Regions from separate parts of the Mus musculus genome. Here region 1 is linked to region 2. Evidence: chromatin contacts called from public promoter capture Hi-C data. All regions are on one chromosome and are shown on one strand. Each heading gives the region's core, a stretch centred on a gene start, on an enhancer-like site or on the middle of the called end of the contact. The rest is flanking DNA. Distances are from core to core; before and after follow the strand shown.

What was found. Promoter capture Hi-C pulls out the DNA fragments that hold promoters and counts their contacts.
Region 1: a contact with region 2 is called in a promoter capture Hi-C map of liver, with 2.2 times the contacts expected there. The contact joins the promoter of Dnajc28 here to the promoter of Sod1 in region 2. A contact is called at or near these places in 6 of 39 promoter capture datasets (the C10 cell line, embryonic stem cells, hippocampal neurons and 3 more) and 1 of 115 datasets of contacts at active chromatin or transcription factors (embryonic stem cells).

The regions. Positions count from the first base shown.
Region 1 is chr16:91,616,677-91,620,389 of GRCm38.p6, reverse strand. Dnajc28 (DnaJ heat shock protein family (Hsp40) member C28) reads left to right here and starts at 1,391. Exons shown (of 2, transcript NM_138664.2): 1 at 1,391-1,632; 2 at 3,011-3,713. The coding sequence starts at 3,036.
Region 2 is chr16:90,219,212-90,222,861 of GRCm38.p6, reverse strand. Sod1 (superoxide dismutase 1, soluble) reads right to left here and starts at 2,100. Exons shown (of 5, transcript NM_011434.2): 1 at 1,933-2,100; 2 at 1-82. The coding sequence starts at 2,004.

The DNA of each region.
Region 1 (3,713 bases), core at 142-2,641, 1.4 Mb before region 2:
AGTTAAGGCAGATTTGCATACAACAGGTGGGAGCAGTGGACCCAGATGAAGGTTGTGCTGAGTCAGCAAGCCCGGGCGATGGGCTAACACTTTTCAGGCAGCACAGCCAAACTCCCACAATGCTTGGCTCTCATGATGGTCACAACAGAATACTATTTAGACACATTGAGTGTGAGCGGCTACTATATACACATTAGTTATTCAAGATTGAGATAGCCCAACCTGTAAAGACTCTACCTTCATTCAAGCTTGACCACCAGGATCCACACGACAGAAGCAGACAACCAACTCCACCAGTAGAGACCACAGCATACAAAACACGAAACTACACATACAAAACATAACCGGTGTAATAAGATTTTCAAAGCCAGATGTGGCACGCACCTTTCATCTCAGCGCTTGGGAGGCAGAGGCAAGTGGGTTCAAGGCCAGCCTGGTCTACAGAGTTTCAGACTAGACTGGCCTCAAACTCACAGAGATCCACCTGACTCTGCCTTTATATGCTGGGATTAAAAGTGTGCCGCTAATTTTTTTAAAACTGTATCTTTAGGATGGAGTGCGGTGACATGTCTTTAACCATTCAAGAGACAAGAGGCAGGGAATCCCAGCACTTGGGAGGCAGAAGCAGGTGGATTTCTGAGTTCAAGGCCAGCCTGGTCTACAGAGTGAGTTCCAGGACAGCCAGGGCTACACAGAGAAACCCTGTCTCAAAAAAACCAAATAATAATAATTAATAAAAATAAAATAATAAAGAATAAAATAAAACCAAAGACACATTTTTCCCTTCTTTTCCAACCCCTGGCTATGTGCGGTGCTCAATGGGGTGAGGTATCGTACAATACGCAGAGCCCTGACAGAACTTGCCTTGCATGCATAAGCCCTTGGTTTTATATCCCCAACATTCCATAAACAAGTAGCAATTTTACTGTGTAATCCCAGCACCTGGAAAACGGAAGCATGGAGGATGTGCAACCCAAAATCCCTCTTTACTACATAGCGAGTGTGAGGCCAGCCTGGGCTAAGGGAGACAGTGTCAAAAAACAAGAGCCATCCACCCAAACAAACTTGGCTGGGCCAGGCAGTGGTGGCGCACACCTTTAATCCAAACTTGGTTGAAGGAAAGACCATCTTTCTAGGCTTAAAGAAGCCTACTGACGGTGCAGGTGTCCCATAGAGGCAAACGGCCTAATCTTCCTCCATTTAAAACAATTTACTGAGGTCAGTGCTCTTCAAATTACATACACGTTGGGGTCACAAATCTATCACAAGCCATAACTCCTCTCCAGGCCCTAATGCCTCTACTCTGCACCTGCCGGAGAACTACATTTCCCACAATCCAAATCGGCCGAACCCTGCCCTCGAAAGCGGGTAGAGGCGGGGCCTATCGCCCCCGGCACAACAACAAGCGTCCAGGGGAGTCTGTCCTCTGTTCCGTGGGGGATGGTTTTATAAGAAAGAGATCGCTGTCCCTGGTGAGGGAAACTACCTGTCGTAGTAAGGTATGAAGAAAGGCTCTGCAGTGTAGCGCGGCAGAGGGTCCAGTAGCCGAGACAGGGACGGAGCGGGCCACGCGTGCTGCGCAAAGGCGCAGCTTGAGCTTCGAGCCGCTGAACCCCCATCACGTCTGTGAAGGTGAGTAGGGGGTGCAGCGGACCGACACTCTTCTGAGGCACCCCTCACCACGGTGAGCATAACCACCGGCATCCCAGACAACTCTAAAATCCACTGACCCCTATATTGTGACATCGGGCTACCATGACTTCTAAAACGCACCTTACATTCAAAGGATCAGTAATCCTCCAGTAAGTACTCCGTTGCCTTTCGTCAGTGTTCAGTATCTTTTTCCACAGGACCATGCGTTTTTAAATACAGCAAAAGCTCTCTCACCCTTTATCGCCCTTCCTTGCCCTGGCACCTAGCAAATAGCGAGGTGCAGACCTTAAAGTCGCTTGCATTCTTGATTCTCAGTCCCATCTGGTGTCCCACTGAGTACCGGTCTGTATGTTCCCTGTTTGATATGCAGCAAGTTAGATACTTGGAAATGGTGACGACCATTCTACACTGTATGCAAAACAAAACAACAACACAAATTGTGCTCAGGGAAATGTGTAATTTGCTGAGTATAGCTAAGCCAAGTGTGGGGCTTGGATGCTCTCCTTTAGTCCCAGCACTCAGGAGACAGAGGCAGGCTGACCTCTGTGAGTTCAAGTCCAGCCTGGTCTACATAATGAGTCCCAGGACAGCCAGGGCTATGTAGAGAGACCCTATCTCAAAAACAAACAAGCAAAAAGCAGTTAAGCTTTACTGTGCCCCAAACCTAACCATTTGCAGTACCTGGTAATGTAAGTTCTTTGGTTAACCTTAAGAGTTGCTTAACCTTCTGGACCCGTTTTCTTATAAAATGAGAAAATTAGGTTAGATGAGTTTTAACAACTTTCTAGATCTAAAATTCTGTGCATTGGATCCGGGCGGAGGTATGCATGTCTTTAATCCCAGAACATGGAAGGCAGGGGCAGGTGGATCTCTCTATGTTTGAAGCCAGCCTGGTCTCCAAAGTGAGTCCAGAACAACCAGAGCTACACAGAGAGAAACCCTGTCTTCAAGCAGTAGACTTCAGTTCCTGTCACACTATGTGATAGCCAAACATCACTGTCATTTTCTAGCTGCACCAAGAAAAGTCATAGATACTTATATATTCTTGTTTAGCAACATTGTTACAAAGAACTGACTTTCTTTTTTATATACATATGGTGTTTTGCCTACACTATGGCTGTGCACCATGTGTGTCCAATGCCTGAGTGGGCCAGAAGGAGTCAGACCCCCTGGAACCAGAGTGAGAGACATTTATTAGCTGCCATGTGGGTGCTGGGAACCACACCTCAACCCATTCTCTTGCCCCCAAGAACCAAAGCTTACTAAGGACATGGAACCCATACCCTTACCTGGTTATTGATGAAAAGAAAATGACTGATAGTACAAGTGTATCCAACTGCTCTTTGCTGTTTTGTAGATCACTGTTAAGAATTCCAGATACAATGATAAACACAGTGTGCATGAAGACCACTCGGATCTTGAGACTGCACCTAACAAACGCTTCCTTGATTCCTCCTGGTATAAAAATGCTTTCAGACCCCAGATCCAGGATGATATCAACCCATGAATCCCAGAAGCTGAGAGAATATTACAGGCTGCTGAATCTGGATGAAGGATGCTCTGTAGACGACGTCAGGGAGTCTTTTCACAAGCTCGCCAGGCAGTACCACCCAGACAGCGGTTCTAGTGATGCTGACTCTGCAACATTTATAAAGATTGAAGAGGCTTACAGGAATGTGCTGTCCCATGCGATAAAACGGATGCATGCCGGACAGGATAAAGCTGAAGATGCAGCAGAAGATGAAGAAGAAGGAAAGTTCAAATACAACACACCTCAGCACCGACATTACTTAAGCTTCGAAGGTGTCGGCTTTGGGACCCCCAGCCAGCGAGAGAAACAATACAGGCAGTTCAGGGCGGATCGCGCGACGGAGCAGGTGATGGAATACCAAAGGCAGAAGCTTCAGAGGGAGTTCTTCGCCAACAGCATAACTGTCAAGGACGTACGGCAGAGCAAGCAACAGAAGATAACTCAAGCCATCGAGCGCCTGGTGGAGGACCTCATTCAGGAATCCATGGCAAAAGGAGACTTTGACAATCTCAGCGGGAAAGGAAAACCG
Region 2 (3,650 bases), core at 851-3,350:
CATACTGATGGACGTGGAACCCATGCTGGCCTTCAGTTAATCCTGTAATTTGTCCTGACAACACAACTGGTTCACCGCTTGCCTTGATTTAAAAAAATACAAAAATGAAGACATCAAGTTTGAGTGTAAATACTCCTGCACCAGGGCTGTTGCTGGGTTACACCCTAACCAAGCACAGTAAAAAGCTCAAGTCAAAACACACAACAGTGAAAATCAAACCTATGTTCAGATCCAAGTAGACCCACTTCCTACAGGGTGGCTCTGGAGACGCTCAGCTCTAGGCCTCTCTCTCCCTGTCACACTTCTCCTAACACTTGCTGCCAGATGCCATGTGTGCAGGCACCTGGACTGAACAGCATTTAGAAAGCACCAGGTGGAACAAACAGGGGCTACTGAATGCCAGGCCTGGGGAAGAGATGGCTACTGCACTGTCAGACTTGACTCTTACAGAACACTGGCTGCCGAGAACCCTGTTCTCCACATTCAGTGATTTTATCAGTTCCCCTATTTTTATTTAGTGGTCAGAAAATGCCTTTGTCCTACTGCCTGTGGAGATCCATTTGGGTCTAACCAGAGCTACCTTAAAAAAAAAATCTCATTAGCTATCCAAATCTAGAAAATTTGCCACTTAACAAAAAAGAAAAGAACACCCAAAATTCAAATTAGTACTGCTCCAGAAAGTGTAGCAATAGGGAGAAAATGTAAGAGCAACCGACCAACAAGCAAGGACAATCATTTTTTAGGTTTTTTTTTTTTTAAATGTCCAACTTTTGCAACAGAATAAGGGAATATGAACTTTGGGTAGAAAAATCTGATTCTGAAAAGTTGGCAACAGGTTAAATCAACCAGCTTTGATTACAACTGCCAATCTGGAATGCTTAACTATCGTTTCATTGGGTACAAAGGGCACCAGCGATGTGTAGTTTGCAGCGTCACAAAAATAGTGCGAGCTGCTCTGGCATGGCATGGTGGAAGATGACAGAAACCCACACACAGGGGTAAGACCCAGCCGAACTTCGTCTTTCTCACAGTGAATTACGTGGGGAGGAGAAAAAGACAAAAACAAAAAACTTCCACAGGAAAACAACAAAACGCATTTCAATGCCAAGAAACTGCTGGAAACGAGGCTAGTTACGAAAAACTCTAAATTGCCGTTATCAGTTCTCGTCGTAAACCAAACACTTGGGATTCACTATGGTGTCTGCCTTCTCACACGTATGTCCACCACTTCAGAGAGCACATAACGCTCATTTATCAAATATTCTCTCGGGATTAAGGTGAATACAACAACGGTAACCTCCCTAAGGCTCTGGACACAACCTTACCACACACATCTTCCCTGTGACGCATGTGTTTTTGCAGGGTCACAGTATTTTCGAAAATATCTCTATGTACTTTTCCAAAATGTGCTCAGAAACTCGCTGTGGTAGAAAAAACCCACAGCCGGGTCTCTCTCTGGAGTGCAAAGCAAGGGACGGCTGTCCAAGGCCATCTCTTTCTTTCCGCCTTGCGACACGACCCTGACCTAGTACAGAACAGCCCAGGACTTTGCTTTAAAGTGCCGCAAACGCGTCCTGCGGCCTTAGTCCGGTCTGGCACCACCGGGTTCAAATATTCTTACAACAATCGCAGCCGGTGGCCACGGGGCTCTGAGCCTGTGGGACACGGACACCGGAAAAGCAGCAGCCCCAGAAGGATAACGGATGCCAAGCCGGCTCTCCCGGGCAGGCCCAGCCGCTCCGGGGCGCGGGGAGGCCCCCGCCCGCCCGGAAGGCCCCGCGGCGCCCCGGGCCTCGCTTCCCGGCGCCCAGCCCCTGCCCCAGGCCACGGTGACTCAGCACTTAGCGGGCTCAGGCCGTGGCGGGGGCGTGGCGTGCTCCCGCACAGGTGCGCCGCGTCACCGCGGCCTGCGCCCCGCGCCCCGGGCCTTGCCTTCTGCTCGAAGTGGATGGTTCCCTGCACCGGACCGTCGCCCTTCAGCACGCACACCGCTTTCATCGCCATGCTTCCCCGGGAGACGCGCGGCGGCCTCCTCCGGAGGGACCAGAGAGAGCAAGACGAGAAGCCGACGGACGGAAGGCGCCGCAGGAAAGGACCGCGCAAAAAAACGAGGCCCTGGCGCCACGGAGCTTTTATAGGCCTGAGTCTGACCACGCCCACCTTGGCACGGAACCAATCGCTACCCGCGGCCTCCGCCCGCCCTTCGTGGAGCTCCCTGGCCGCGGGGCACGCTGGGGGCGGGGCGGAGGGTAGCTCCGGCTCCTGGAGCGTGCGGACTGAGAAAGTTCCCGAGGAGCCTGAGCGGGGAAAGTCGCTATTGTCTTCTAACTGTGACGTCGGCCGAGTCGCCGCGGAAACCGAGAACACGAGGCCCGCGTGCGCGCCTGGAAGGTCTGAACCCACTGTGTCTGGAAATGCGGATTGTCACTGACTTTGCACAGCGCGCCTCGGTTGCAGTGTGAAAGTTGAGATGCGCCAAGATGGATGCCCAGTGTCATTTCCAGCTTTATTTTCTCATGATGTCTAAAATGTGTAAAGCCCATGTTCTATCTCTAGACACACCCCCGTTTCTTACTTATTTTTTACTTCTTTTATTTTTGTTACTAGAGCTGGAGATTAGACAGTCCCCACCCCCCACCCCGCCCCCTGCATGACAGACAAGTGCTCTGCCAGTTAAGACACACACACACACACACACACACACACACACACGCAAAACACAAGAAAATCAAGAGGAAGGAAGACCAACGTGTGGATACTTCATTCCTCCTTAAAATAACGAACAAAATACCCATGGACGGAGTTACAGAGACACAGTTTGGAGCTGAGACAAAAGGATGGACCATCCAGAGACTGCCCCACCTGGAGATCCGTGCCATAATCAGCCACCAAATGCAGACACTATTGCGTATGCCAGCAAGATTTTGCTGAAAGGACCCTGATATAGCTGTCTCGTGTAAGGCTTTGCCAGTGCCTGGCAAATACAGAAGTGGATGTTCACAGTCATCTATTGGATGGAACACAGGGCCCCTAATGGAGGAGCTAGAGAAAGTACCCAAGGAGCTGAAGGGGTCTACAACCCTATAGGTGGAACAACAATATGAACTACCCAGTACCTCCGGAGCTCGTGTTTCTAGCTGCATATGTAGCAGAAGATGGCCAACTCGACAATCACTGGGAGGAGAGGCCCTTGGTCTTGCAAATTTATATGCCTCAGTACAGTGGAATGCCAGGGCCAAGAAGTGGGAGTGGGTGGGGAGGGGAGCAGGGGGGCGTGGTATAGGGGACTCCCCAGATAGCATTTGAAATGTAAATGAAGAAAATAATAAAAATTTGAAAAAAAAAAAGACACACATACCTTTTTAAAAATATCACACTGTGTACCTTTGGCTCTCATGGAACTCATTGTGTAGAACAGACAGGCTGACCTTGAACTCACAGAGATCTCCCTGGCCTCTGCCTCTCAGTTGCTGGGGTTAGAGGGGTTCTTTTTTAATTTTTGAGATAGGGACTAAACTTGAATTTAAGATCCTCCTGCCTCAGCATCCCTAGTAACTAGGATTGCTTGTCTGCCCCACCATTCCCAGCTGGTGTTACTTGCTGAGTAAAAATCTGTATTCTCTTCCCTGTGTGAAGTGGTTCTCGGACAC